Regions from separate parts of the Pan troglodytes genome. Here all the other regions are linked to region 2. A link is a contact called in public HiChIP or PLAC-seq data. All regions are on one chromosome and are shown on one strand. Each heading gives the region's core, a stretch centred on a gene start, on an enhancer-like site or on the middle of the called end of the contact. The rest is flanking DNA. Distances are from core to core; before and after follow the strand shown.

What was found. HiChIP or PLAC-seq counts read pairs in DNA pulled down with a chosen protein or histone mark.
Region 1: a contact with region 2 is called in an H3K4me3 HiChIP or PLAC-seq map of stem cell-derived excitatory neurons, with 5 times the contacts expected there. The contact joins the promoter of CDK15 here to the promoter of NOP58 in region 2. A contact is called at or near these places in 1 of 7 Hi-C or Micro-C datasets (stem cell-derived neural progenitor cells) and 1 of 1 datasets of contacts at active chromatin or transcription factors (stem cell-derived excitatory neurons).
Region 3: an H3K4me3 HiChIP or PLAC-seq map of stem cell-derived excitatory neurons shows a contact between it and region 2, with 7 times the contacts expected there. The contact joins the promoter of ALS2 here to the promoter of NOP58 in region 2. A contact is called at or near these places in 1 of 7 Hi-C or Micro-C datasets (stem cell-derived neural progenitor cells) and 1 of 1 datasets of contacts at active chromatin or transcription factors (stem cell-derived excitatory neurons).

Annotation. Positions count from the first base shown.
Region 1 is chr13:103,835,906-103,840,520 of NHGRI_mPanTro3-v2.0_pri, forward strand. It overlaps CDK15 (cyclin dependent kinase 15), which reads left to right and starts at 1,531. Exons shown (of 14, transcript XM_009444001.5): 1 at 1,531-1,892; 2 at 2,599-2,748; 3 at 2,962-3,056. The coding sequence starts at 1,770.
Region 2 is chr13:104,293,065-104,297,383 of NHGRI_mPanTro3-v2.0_pri, forward strand. NOP58 (NOP58 ribonucleoprotein) reads left to right here and starts at 1,441. Exons shown (of 15, transcript XM_516036.8): 1 at 1,441-2,150. The coding sequence starts at 2,106.
Region 3 is chr13:103,810,554-103,814,573 of NHGRI_mPanTro3-v2.0_pri, forward strand. ALS2 (alsin Rho guanine nucleotide exchange factor ALS2) reads right to left here and starts at 1,277. Exons shown (of 34, transcript NM_001079920.1): 1 at 1,215-1,277.

The DNA of each region.
Region 1 (4,615 bases), core at 281-2,780, 460 kb before region 2:
CGTGAACAGTGATCACCTAGCTGGATTCCAGCCTGGAAGACAGAGGGAGACCCTGTTTCCAAAAAAAAAAAAAAAAAAAAAATGCAAGAAAAGACATCATAAACTTGACCTGGGACATAACTTTTATGTGATGAAATTCACAATCTTTTAGGAAGAAATTAGCATTTCTGATAAAATGTATTATAATTATATTATTATAAATTCAAATGGAATTAAATATTCTGAGAAACTAGCTTTTCACTCTCTCAGTTGTCAGTCAAAACTTTAATGGTCTTTGGCCGGGTGCGGTGGCTCACGCCTGTAATCCCAGCACTTTGGGAGGCCAAGGTGGGTGGATCACAAGGTTAGGAGATCGAGACCATCCTGGCTAACACGGTGAAACCTCGTCTCTACTAAAAATACAAAAAATTAGCCGGGTGCGGTGCCAGACGCCTGTAGTCCCAGCTGCTCAGGAGGCTGAGGCAGGAGAATGGTGTGAACCCGGGAGGCGGAGCTTGCAGTGAGCCGAGATTGCGCCACTGCACTCCAGCCTGGGCGACAGTGCGAGACTCTGTCTCAAAAAAAAAAAAAAAAAAAGTTGAATGGTCTTTGAGCCAAGTAGTCTTCCTTTTCTTCTTCTTCTTTTTTTTTTTTTTTCAAAAAATATCTCTAGATTGAATCTTGGAATTGGCTTAAGTCTCTTCTCTTGTGGCAATTTTGAAATGAAAAAATACATGCTCATAATGAAATTACCTGAACATTTAAAAAAACCATCATGAGGTTCGAATATCAAATATTCATAAATATTGTTGTGATAATAGACATAACTCTTATTTTTTCCCTTAATAATGATTGTTTATATATCCTCCATTCTGTCTCACTTTATGATTAGTACATTATAGTGGCAATAATCTTAGGAATCTAACAGAGAAAAGTGTTGCATTTGAAGACTACAGACTGCAAACCAATTTAAGCCAGATTCCTTGACATGTTGTGCTATTAATATAGTACTTTACATATAGTAAACATTAATTACATATATGTGGAAGGAAGCAAGCAAGAAAGGAAGAAAGTATTTCATTCAAACTCCTCTCTCTCCATCACCATTGGCTAATATCATCATTTGTACAGTTAAGAACAACATAGGTGCTCACCACATAGTTTTTGAATAAATGAATGAATGGCAACCCTTCTAAGACTATTGGACACACTATTGTTTGAAGGCAAAGAGATGCAGTAGATATCTTCAACTTTTTTCCTGTTTTATGATTCTGTGGTTTCTTTGACTACTAAAAGTTAGCTAGGTAGCAAATTTGTTTTAAAGTCTGAAAACCAAAATGCTTTCAGATAAAAGGTAGGGAGAAAAATACTCCTCAACATGTCCACTTTAGCATCAGGAAAACCTAATATCAATATCACCATCAATGATATCATATAAATATCATTGCATAGATAAGCAATGTCAATCCCTAAAAACTATGTATACCAATAGCAGTAACTTGTGGCCAGAACAAGAACCTTAACTGTGCCAAATTTCATTCTATTCAATAGCAGCTGCCTCGTTTTCAGTTGTGCACATCTGAATGCAAGCAATCCCTGTCTGATGTGGAGTTTCTTGCACTGATAAGGAAAAACTGCTGAAGTTGTGAGGCTGCTCCAGGCAGAGCCATCATGTGAGTCATATGAAAGCTCCACGCTGCTGACCTCTGGCAAAAAGGGAGAGAACAAGGATAGGAGAGGCAGTGGGGGAAAGGTTCAAGTGCGGGTTTTCTCCTTGAACCTAGAAGATTATGGGTCAAGAGCTGTGTGCAAAGACTGTACAGCCTGGATGCAGCTGCTATCGTTGTTCAGAGGGAGGCGAGGCACACAGCTGTCGGAGGAGTCAGCCTGAGACCACGGAGGCTGCGTTCAAGGTATTTGTATCCCAGGAGAGAGCATCTTTCTCTATTGATAAACCAAGGAGTTCAGACACTCCCTTTTTGTAGCGGGGTCTGATTCTTCTGCGGTAGGTCTAAACCAATAAAATGAAAATTCTATTAAAGTCACAGAAAATTTATGGCTGTAGTTATCAAATTTGGGGAATTTCTTGTAAACCAAAAGGGAAAAATAATCCTTGGCTTTGGGCTGCACGAAACTCACTTGGCTTGAAGTCGAGAAAGTAGTTCTCTCAAAATCTCTAAGGTCCTAAATTACAGAGCTGAAACTTAAAAGGCAAGCTGCAGTATTAGTTGGTATGCTATGGATTTGAAACTTTAGTAATTAGTTCATGATTATTAGCAATGCCATAGATTATTCCCCTACAGCAATAAATTAAGTGGACATGAAAAAAAAAAGCCAGACTTAATCAGAAAAAAGTTGCAAAACATCCATCAAAGAGATTTAGGTTAACCTGAATGTTAAAGACACATTTTTAGGTGAAGAAAGAATGTAGTATTTCAGGAGTTGATACCATTATGGTCTTTTTCAGGGATCTTTCAAGAAAAGTGCCTTTTGGGGGTACAGGAAGCTTAGAAAACATTTGAAGAGTGAAAATGAGGCAAATAAAGAAAAAATGGTTTTACCAGGCACTGAATCTTTACTTTGCATAAATTTTATTTCTGCTCTTTCTTTTTTCTCTAGCTAACAGACCTAAAAGAAGCATCATGTTCCATGACTTCATTTCACCCCAGGGGACTTCAAGCTGTCCGTGCCCAGAAGTTCAAGAGTAAAAGGCCACGGAGTAACAGTGATTCTTTTCAGGAAGAGGATCTGAGGCAGGGTTTTCAGTGGGTGAGTGAGCAGCTGATGTTGATCAAGAAGAATTTAATGTGAGCTTGTCTACGGAGGCTGGCCCTTGCTTCCAGGGCAATTACTGAGCGAGCCTTCCCAAGTCTGCTCTGGCAATGCTGTCTAATTTCCCTGGGGAAAAAAAGTCAACACTAAAAAAAGTGCTCTTTCTCTCTTCCCTTTCACCCGCTCCTTTTCCCCATTCCCCTAGAGCAGAGGAAGAGCCTCCCTTTTGGGGCAGCCTCATCTTACTTGAACTTGGAGAAGCTGGGTGAAGGCTCTTATGCTACAGTTTACAAGGGGATTAGCAGGTGAGTGACACATAGCTGGGAGAGACTTTAGAGATGAGAGTCCCGCCCCCCCAATTTCACATTATAAAGCCAGGTGAGACATCATAGAAGTTCATAGCACTCAGGACCTGTGCAAGACACCATGGCCGACAGGGAGAGAGACATGATGACTTAAACAGCCTTGAAAGAAAAACAAACCTGCCCTGCCCTAATTAAAATCAGCCCACTTAAATGTTTATCAGCCTTTCCCTTCTTGCATTCAATTCAGAGAATTCAAAGAAAATAGACATTCTCTACTACTGACCCAAAGAACAATTATCACTCTTCAGGCCTGTGGGAGGCACAGTTGGTAAAGCGTCTCTAACAGGTTTTTTATATCCCTCCCTAAATCACAATGACAGAGGTTTGTAATGGCAACCTGGAATTTGCTGCTTCATTCCTCCCCCTGGCCTTTATAGAAGAAACTGAAGTTGGTTTCTGCAAATTATGGTACATGCAAAAGATGATAAATCCTAGATTTTTTATATTTGCAAAATACACAAAATGTCTGGAGAATAAAAATACTGCTTATTCAAAAGCTAAGTACTAATTTTGGTAAACAACCAACTTTGTTAAATATATGTAAAAGATCCATGAATTCCCCTTTTAGTCAAGGTGGGAAAGTTGGATGGTCACTTTTTTCTTTATGTTACTCCAATAGAGAGAAAAGTAATGGCTCAATAGTGGTTAAATATTAATTTTAAAAATATAGCTGATCCGAGTGCAGTGGTGTTTACAACTACTTGGTCACAACCAGTTACAGATTTCTTTGTTCCTTCTCCACTCCCGCTGCTTCACTTAACTGGCCAAAAACAAAAAAAGAAAAATTTTGTATAACTACTCCAAGACTAAATATTTATTATTTATCTTAGTATTTATGCTGTTATTATTATTTTTACTTGTTAAAACAGGATTGTAGGGGACATACAGATTTATTTTATTTTATTATTTATCTATTTATTTATTTTGGAATGGAATCTCTGTCACCCAGGCTGGAGTGCAGTGGTGCGATCTCAGATCACTGCAACCTCTGCCTCCTGGGTTCAAGCAACTCTCCTGCCCCTGGCCCTTTATACTTTCTTAATCTGTTTTAGTCATGGTGTACATTAACTTTTTTCAATGCTGAGAACATCTGCAATAAATGACCACATTTTATTTTATTCTAAGCTTCCTCATATCAATTTGGCCATGGTAACTGTTTTCAAGGTGGCTCGGAACGGGGGCACCCTGGAACATACTTGGATACGTGGGCACCATGGACACTTCTGATCCTCTCTTCTGAGTTCTGACTTTGATTGTTCTGCACAGACCTTTCCAGCCCAAAGTTTGCACAGAATTCACTTATCTTTTCTTCTAGTTACTTTATGTTTTCTTTTTCATTTAACTCTTTCATCTACTGGGAATTTATATTGTATATTCACAATCACCCCAGCTCCATTTATTAGATTTTCTTTTCTCTGATGGTTTGAAATGCTGCCATGATTATATATTAGATCTCAAGAATACTTGAAATTCTTTCTGTTCTAATCTTTTAAAAATCA
Region 2 (4,319 bases), core at 191-2,690:
ATTCTCCCAGCAGGTTGCAATTTAATGATTAGGAACAATCTGCATATAGGGCCTGGGAAGTGAGTAAGGAAATTTTACCCCTGTTGGAAGACAGACTTGTGAAACAACTGGGGTATTTAATCCCAGTCCCTGAGACTGAAAGGCTTCCAGAAAAGTAAGTAACACTAAATCAAGAAGACAGTCTAAATTCAGCCCCGCACAGTGGCTCATGCCTGTAATCCCAGCACTTCGGGAAGCCGAGGTGGGTGGATCACCTGAGGTCGGGAGTTCGAGACAAGCCTGACCAGCATGGAGGAACCCCATCTCTACTAAAAATACAAAATTAGCCAGGCATGGTGGTACATGCCTATAATCCCAGCTACTCGGGAGGCTGAGGCAGGAGAATTGCTTGAACCCGGGAGGCAGAGGTTGCAGTAAGCAGAGATCATACCACTGCACTCCAGCCTCGGCAACAAGAGTGAAACTCCGTCTCAAAAAAAACAAAGAAGAAAAAGAAAAAAAAAAGACATTCTAAATTCATACCCTGGGGTCATTTTAACAAATGCAGCAAAAATAGGAGAGGCTTATTGAAAGAAAACTGTGCTAATAATTCATTTGGCCAGACAGAAAAGAACGGCCAGGAATGCTCACAAATATAGTGACAGTAATGGTGTTATTCTGAGGCCTTCGCCTCAAGGCAGGGCTTGAAAGGGGATAAAGTCTAACGGCACTAGCTGGCATTTCAAATTCTAGATGCCTGAGGCAGACTGGCACCGAAACAGCTCCTCGTTTCTCTCAAAGTGAACATATAATTCATAGAGGGTTAACAAAATAATATCGTGAAGTTTTTCCCCTTTAAATCTCTAGCGGTGGCGGGGCGCGGTGGCTCACGCCTGTAATCCCAGCACTTTGGGAGGCCGAGGTGGGAGGATCCCTTGAGGTCAGGAGTCCGAGACTAGCCTGGGCAACATCGTGAAACCCTGTCTCTACAAAAAATTAGCTGGGTGTGGTGGCACAGGCCTGTAGTCCCAGCTGCTCCGGAGGGTGAAGTGGGAGGATCGCTTGAGCCTGGGAGTTGGAGGTTGCAGTGAGCCGTGATAGTGCCACTGCACTCCAGCTTGGGCAACAGCCAGACTGTCTCAAAAAAAAAAAAAAAAAAAAAAAGGCCGGGCCTAGTGGGTCACGCCTGTAATCCCAGCACTTTGGGAGGCCGAGGCGGGCGTATCACGAGGTCAAGAGATCGAGACTATCCTGGCCAACATGCTGAAACCCCATCTCTACTAAAAATACAAAAATTAGCTGGGCGTGGTGGTGTGTGCCTCTAGTCCCAGCTACTGGGGAGGCTGAGGCAGGAGAATTTTTTTTTTTTTTTTTTTTTTTGAGACGGAGTCTCGCTCTGTCGCCAGGCTGGAGTGCAGTGGCAGGATCTTGGTTCACTGCAAGCTCCGCCCCCTGGGTTCAGGCCATTCTCCTGCCTCAGCCTCCCGAGTAGCTGGGACTACAGGCGCCTGCAACCACACCCGGCTAATTTTTTGTATTTTTAGTAGAGACGGAGTTTCACCGTGTTAGCCAGGATGGTCTCGATCGATCTCCTGACCTTGTGATCCGCCCGCCTCGGCCTCCCAAAGTGCTGGGATTACAGGCGTGAGCCACTGCGCCCGGCTAAGAGAATTTCTTGAACCCGGGAGGCGGAGGTTGCAGCAAGCCGAGATCACACCACTGCACTCCAGCCTGGGTTACAGAGCGAGACTCCGCCTCAAAAAAAGAAAAAAAGGCGCAAAGGCTCCGTTCAGGCCCTAGATCCCGCGATACAAACTTTCTCGGCCCGCCCCAGCCCGCTGTGGCGGGAACATTCTGGAAGTGACGGCAATCTCTGCGGCAGTCTTCTGTCGGAAGTGACGTCGCTATCCCAGAATCCTCAGAGAAGGAGTAGCGCGTTCGTGCGTCCTAGTTCCAGTACAGCGTGGAGGGCTTAGGCAGCGTGTTCTGATTCTCTGCGGGACGGCGAGCGCATTTGTGCTTTGCCCGCCGCGGCCTAGGAGGCCTTTTGAGGCCGCGTAGTCGGTGTTTTTGAACTGACTCCACAGCTTCTGGCGGGCCGTGCGGCGCCCTGACCCGGCCTCACCATGTTGGTGCTGTTTGAAACGTCTGTGGGTTACGCCATCTTTAAGGTAGGTGGGAGAGCGAGCCGTTAAAGGGGGAAGGCGGATGCTGGACAGACGAGGAGAGGGAAAGACTTAAGCACGGAACTACTCAGAGTAGCGTGGGTGCCTGTTATAGCCCGGGCTCTGGGAGGAGGGAGAAGGCCTTTACACCTGAGAGCCATGTTACGTATAACACGTGGCCCCGCCGTTTGGGGAGACCCGTTCTGCATTAGAGGATTTTATTTCCTCCCGTTGAAGAGGTGGGCAGGAGGCGTGTTAGAATTTAACAGATTATAGGGAATTCGGACTTTATTCTAGATGTTTTGAGGAATGATCGAAAGATTTTTTTTTTTTTTTGAGATGGAGTTTCGCTCTTGTTGCCCATGCTGGAATGCAGTGGCGCAATCTTGGCTCACTGCAACCTGCGTCTCCCGGGTTCAAGCGATTCTCCTGCCTTGGCCTCCCGAGTAGCTGGGATTACAGGCCTCCATCCACCACCACGCCTGGCTAGTTGTTTTTGTTTGTTTGTTTGCTTTTTAGTAGAGACGGGGTTTCACCATGTTGGCCAGGCTGGTCTTGAACTCCTGACCTCAAGCGATCCACCTGCCTCGGCCTCCCAAAGTGCTGGGATTACAGGCGTGAGCCACCGTGCTCGGCCAATCGAAAGGATTTAAGCAGAGGAATGACCTGCTAATTTGTCTTAATACGGTTACTCTGCTGTGTGGAGATTAGACTCGAGGAGATAAGAACGGCAGCAAGAATACTTTTGCATTCATTTGGACAAGATGAAATTGCCTGGTATGGAGAGAAACAAATATCGATAGAAATTGTGAAGGTAGAACAGAAAGGACTGGCTAATAGATTGAATGTGGGGTTTTGGTTTAAATAAGATGTTAAGAAAGTTTCTTGTGGGGGAAGGACTAAAGATTTCCGGTTTGGGCTTTTCGAAGCTTGCGTTGTCTATTAGACCTGATAATGCAGTTGTGTAGATCGGGCAGTTCAGTATTTCAGATTTGAAGCTTAGGGGAAAACATCTGGGCTGGTAATGTCAGTTTGAGATTTGGTTGTTTTCGTGGGGAAAGTTTGACAAGTTCGTCAGCACTGAAATGGTTGAATGGTAAGACATTCGTATCGCAAGATGCTGTTGAGATGTTAGGAAGAATGAGTGAGATTGAGTGCCTTTTCTTGTGCGGTGCAACTCTTCTGAGGTCTGTGAATATAGCAATGAAAAATAAAGTTTTTATGTATATTCTACATATGTATATGTTGGTAGAAAGCAAAAACGCTAGGTAAAAATAAATGTAATACAATTTTAGCTATGAACCAAAAAACCATTTGTGGTGTGGATGCAAGAAAGTCTGGATGGGTGCAGAGTTCTCCATGTTTCACTTCTGATATTTGAAAATACGCAGTTTGCATTTGATACGTCAAATGTTATTTTTAAGAAAACCAATAAAATCATTAAAACCGAAAAGGCAGTTTTGCTTGTTTTTACCTTAGTTGGAGTTATCTGCAATTGCCGTATTAGTGTTTTAAGGAACTTGTAAGTAAGCTCCTTAGTCCCCTTTAGAGCTACGAAACATGTCAATTTTACTTTTCTCCAGCTTTTTGGAATCTTATCTAAATTACCATGTAGAGTTCTGCATAGCTTCAAATTCTCTTAGCCAATGTGGTCTGTAAGTGTCTATCGATGAATTTCACCGTTAATTGCCGTAGTATACTGTCTTGTACCGGATGTGAAGAGGAGCAACTCTGCACAGTGCACTGGTTGTCTCCCATGGTAGGAAGGAATTGGCTTATCAATGGTCGGATTTCTAGACCTGGGTCCTAAAATACTCAACCGTGTCTCGATGAATTACTCATTTCTATTAATGAAAAGTGTCCTCCTCCATGAAAATGTCTTTGAGTATTCCGTTGGAGTTTGCAGTGCTATTTATCTGCAAGTTACTGTTCAAAATGATTAAATTGTGGTTTATGTAACCTAGTACTAAAGAAATAACTAGTTAAGCTCGAATATGTTGATATTGATTAGTTTGTAATTATTGGAATTAACATTGATCATTTCTGAGTATAAAAGACAAACGTTCTGGAACTAGTGATGGCTGCACATTTTTGTGAAAATGCACTACTAAAAAGTGAATTGTACACTTTAAAAGGGCAAATATTAAGATACATGTAAAATTAATATGATATATG
Region 3 (4,020 bases), core at 27-2,526, 480 kb before region 2:
GTAAAGGTACTGTTATCAGGAAAACATTTTTATCCCCAATTTAGAGACAAGAGAACTGAGGCAGAGAGATTAAATAACTTGCCCAAAATCAAAGATGTAAATGGATGTGACTCTGGGTATGTTCAGATACAAAGCCTAGACTCTTAACCACTATGCTTATGTTATCAAGGTTAAAACACTGTAGTTTACTGCAAAAACAAATTTTTCACTGCTTTAAATTATTCATTAATTCAAAGGTCAACCGGTCACTCCAAATCATATGATAAATGGGGGGGGGGGGGAAATGTGGGACCAATAGGTTTGCTGAAGTTTTGTACCTGCTCAGAATAAACATATCACACAATTTTATTCCATATAGCCAAATATAAGGGTAACTGAGTAAAGATCTTCACTTGGGTACAGCAGTCAGTTCCTTCTCCATCCTAAACCAGAAAGAAAGCACTGTTCTTGGATATGCCACTTCAACAAGAGTGTTTTTTCTCTTCCACCATCAAAGCCTTAAGCAATAGTACGATTCTACCAGTCTACTGTTGCCTGTCTCCAAAGTAGCCCTATTATCCGAGGACGAACACCAGCGTCAAGGACCTGTGTTATTTTTCTGGCTTCGCTTCTCAAAATAACTTATCTTCTCCTCTTGATGAATTACTTGATAGGCTCAAAGACTTGCCTAAACTACTAATTCTTATTATCAAAGCCATTTTCTTTCTCCGCAACCGCCTTTTCAAGTAGCCCTTGGTCCACTCTTCAACGCGATTTGCACCCTGTGGCAAGGCCGCCAGGGACACTCAGCAGGGTTCCCGGCCACGGACCCCAGTTTATCAGCTCAGCGCCTAGTGTGGGCATTCAAGAAATTCTCGTGAATGAATAGCTGGAAGGCAGCGTGGGTGGAGGCGGGAAGAGGGGACTTGAAGGAATTTCACGCAGCTGAGACCACTGCAGCGGCGCCCAGTCTGGCGAGGGAGAGACCGGGGCAAGTGGGAGAACCTGGGGCCAAGGCAGGGGCCGCCTCGGGCGCTGCTGGACCGGCAGGAGCAGTCGATCGCACCCAGAGCTGGGAAAATGCGGGCGCCGTCTCCGCAGGCCCCCGCAGGGCGCTCTCCGGCCTCGACCACAGCCTCCGCCTAGCTCCCTGTCCCCGGCCTTCCGCATACAAGGGGTCCCAGCCGATAAGCCCTCCTTAGCCAATAGCCAACCCGGGACCCACGCTCGCTCACCTGAAGCTCCACCGGCAGCACCGCGCTCCGCATCCGGCGCGAGCTTGGCAACCCAGTGGGTCCGCGGGATCAGCTGATTCATGGAGGGCGGGGCCTCCGGACAGGGCGGGGCTGCAGGGCGACTAGCGAGGGTAAACGAGGGCGCGGGCGGCTCTTGGAATCCGAGCTCCTGGGAATTGTTCTTGGGAGACTGTCGACGGCGTCTGTTGGGGGTCAAAATTACTGAGAATGCGTTAGGCACTGCAGGCTACGTACTTGGGAGCACAGCCTCTCCCTTAGTTTAGGGCGGAGCTATCATTCCTGAGATGCGCTTTGATGATGACGTAGAATAGAGTCGTCCAAGCCTAGCTACCCGAGCGCTTCCATGGTAACAGGCAGTGGTGAAAGTGGTTGGGAGCAGCAGTCGTTTGTTACCACCTCAAACTGCAAGGGCCGGAAGTATAAAAGTAAAAAGGCTGAAATATTTTCAAATTGCCTTTATGGACAGTACCCTAACAGTGGTCGCTTCTCCCCCAAACTCCCGCGAATGACGTCATCGCCTCGCGGCCCCGTTTCGCCATTGTATTCTCAATGTGTAAACTTACTGGTTAGTTGCAACCCCAAAAGATGGGGTGGGATAGGAGAAAATGAAGTGGCCTCTCCAGTGATTCCCGTAGTACTCCCCAATATACAATCAGTAAAATCAGCTTTCTTGTCCCGCGCAGTTTCATAACACTGTTTTTCGCAGCCACAGTCCCACCCCACCCAGCCTGCACTCTCAAGTCCTCCCATGATTTTATGATTTTCCAGGGCTGCCACTCATGTCGCACAGTGGGTGGAAACCTTCTGCTGCTAGGCATTGTGCCATCGCTGGACCTGCAAACATGCAAATATTTAGACCATCAACGACAGATGTGTAGTCGGGTTCTGAAACTCCTATATCCTATTCACCAACACCCTCAACTCAATTTCCTCCCTGATCCTTCGCCCACCTGCAAAACTGTTAGTCTGCAACAGTTCAACCAACCTTGCACACTCCTGCATCGGTGCAGAAAATCACACAACCCTGAAAATTGGCACCACTGCGAACGAAAAGTGTCCAACTTCAGTCGGGACTTCCATGTGCGACTACGCAATATTGCTGAGCCTAAGACAGTCACGTTTACACATTGCTACTCAGATTATCTCCTATTCCCCTCCCCTGCTGTTCCCAGCCCTCACGCTCTTCTAACCTCTTACTGAACTCTACTCACTCACCCGCTTTGGTAAAAATAAAAATAAAAAATTTTGTCTCTTACATCTCTGAGGAAAGTGAGACCACTAGAGGTGAATTTCCTTAAATCCCAAATCCCATCAGCCACTACCACAAAACCTACCTGCAACCAGTTTTGATTTGTTTTGTTTTGTTTACAGGGAGTCTCGATCTGTCGCCCAGGCTGGAGTGCAGTGGCGCGATCTCGGCTCACTGCAACCTCCGCCTCCCAGGTTCAAGCGATTCTCCTGCCTCAGCCTCCCAAATAGCTGGGATTACAGGTGCCCGCCACTACACCCGGCTAATTTTTGTGTTTGTAGTAGAGATGGGATTTCACCATGTTGGCCAGCCTGGTCTCGAACTCCTGACCTCAATTGATCCACGTGCCTCAGCCTCCCAAGGTGCTAGGATTACAGGCGCGAGCCACCGAGCCCGGCTCCTTTTCACCGAGTCCTTTTCTTCTCCCTCTTTCTTCTTAGAAGATCCTGAACTCAGGATCCCTAATCTCCCCAAAGGAAAGACTTTGTTCTGTTGATGAAAAAAGACAAACTTTATAAAATATTTGAAGAGGTTAAATATACTCTGATCGAAACATGAGTAACCATGGCCTGGGACACAGCCTCAAGAAGTCCTGAGAACATGTGCCCAGGGTGGTTGGGTTATAGCTTGGTTTTATACATTTTAGAGAGACAGAAGTTATAGGCAAAGACATAGATCAATACATGGGGGGCCGGTGGTGCTCACAGATTATAGGTGGATTCAGAGACTTTATGATGGGTTGAAAAAGCTAAGCTTTTCCTAAAGAGTTGAAGTTAGCAGAAAGAAATGTTTGAGTTAAAATGAAGGGGGTTATAGAAGCCAAGGTTCTTGTTACGTAGATGAAGCTTCCAGGTAGCATATGTTATAGGACCTTAAAATGTGTCAAGACTCTTGGTTAAATCTCTCCTGGATCAAGAAAAGACCTGAAAAAGGAAAGTGATTCTGTATAAAATGCAAATTCCCCCAACAAGAGACAGCTTTGCAGGGTCATTTCAAAATATGTCAAAGAAATATATTTTGGGGTAAAATATTTTTATTTTCTTCAGGGCCCACTATCTGTCTTGTAATGCTATACCATAGTCAAGTTAGAGTTGGATAATCTTATTGCTACAAGAGTCTATTTTGTCAGTCTTATGATCTCTATTTTCATTTCATGAAAATGGTTTAGACCACTTTAATGCTGGTCTAAACTCCAAAGGGAGAGGATATAATGAGGTATGTCCAACCTGCCTTCCCATCATGGCCTTAACTAGTTTTTAAGGTTTTCTTTAGGATCCCCTTGGCCAAGGAGGGTGGAGGGAGATCTATTCAGTTGGTTGGGGGGGCTAAGAATTTCATTTTTTTATTTACATTTCCATTACTTATCCCTTCTCCTTCATGTATTTTCAACCTCTGCCTGTCTTCTTATTCCTATATACTTACAGTGTATAAACCTGCTATCTATCTCATCTTTAATTTTTTTACTTTCTGCCTTCTTTCCTTTCCAACCTCATTTCCTACCTCTACTTTCTGACTTCCCAGTCTTCCTCACCATTT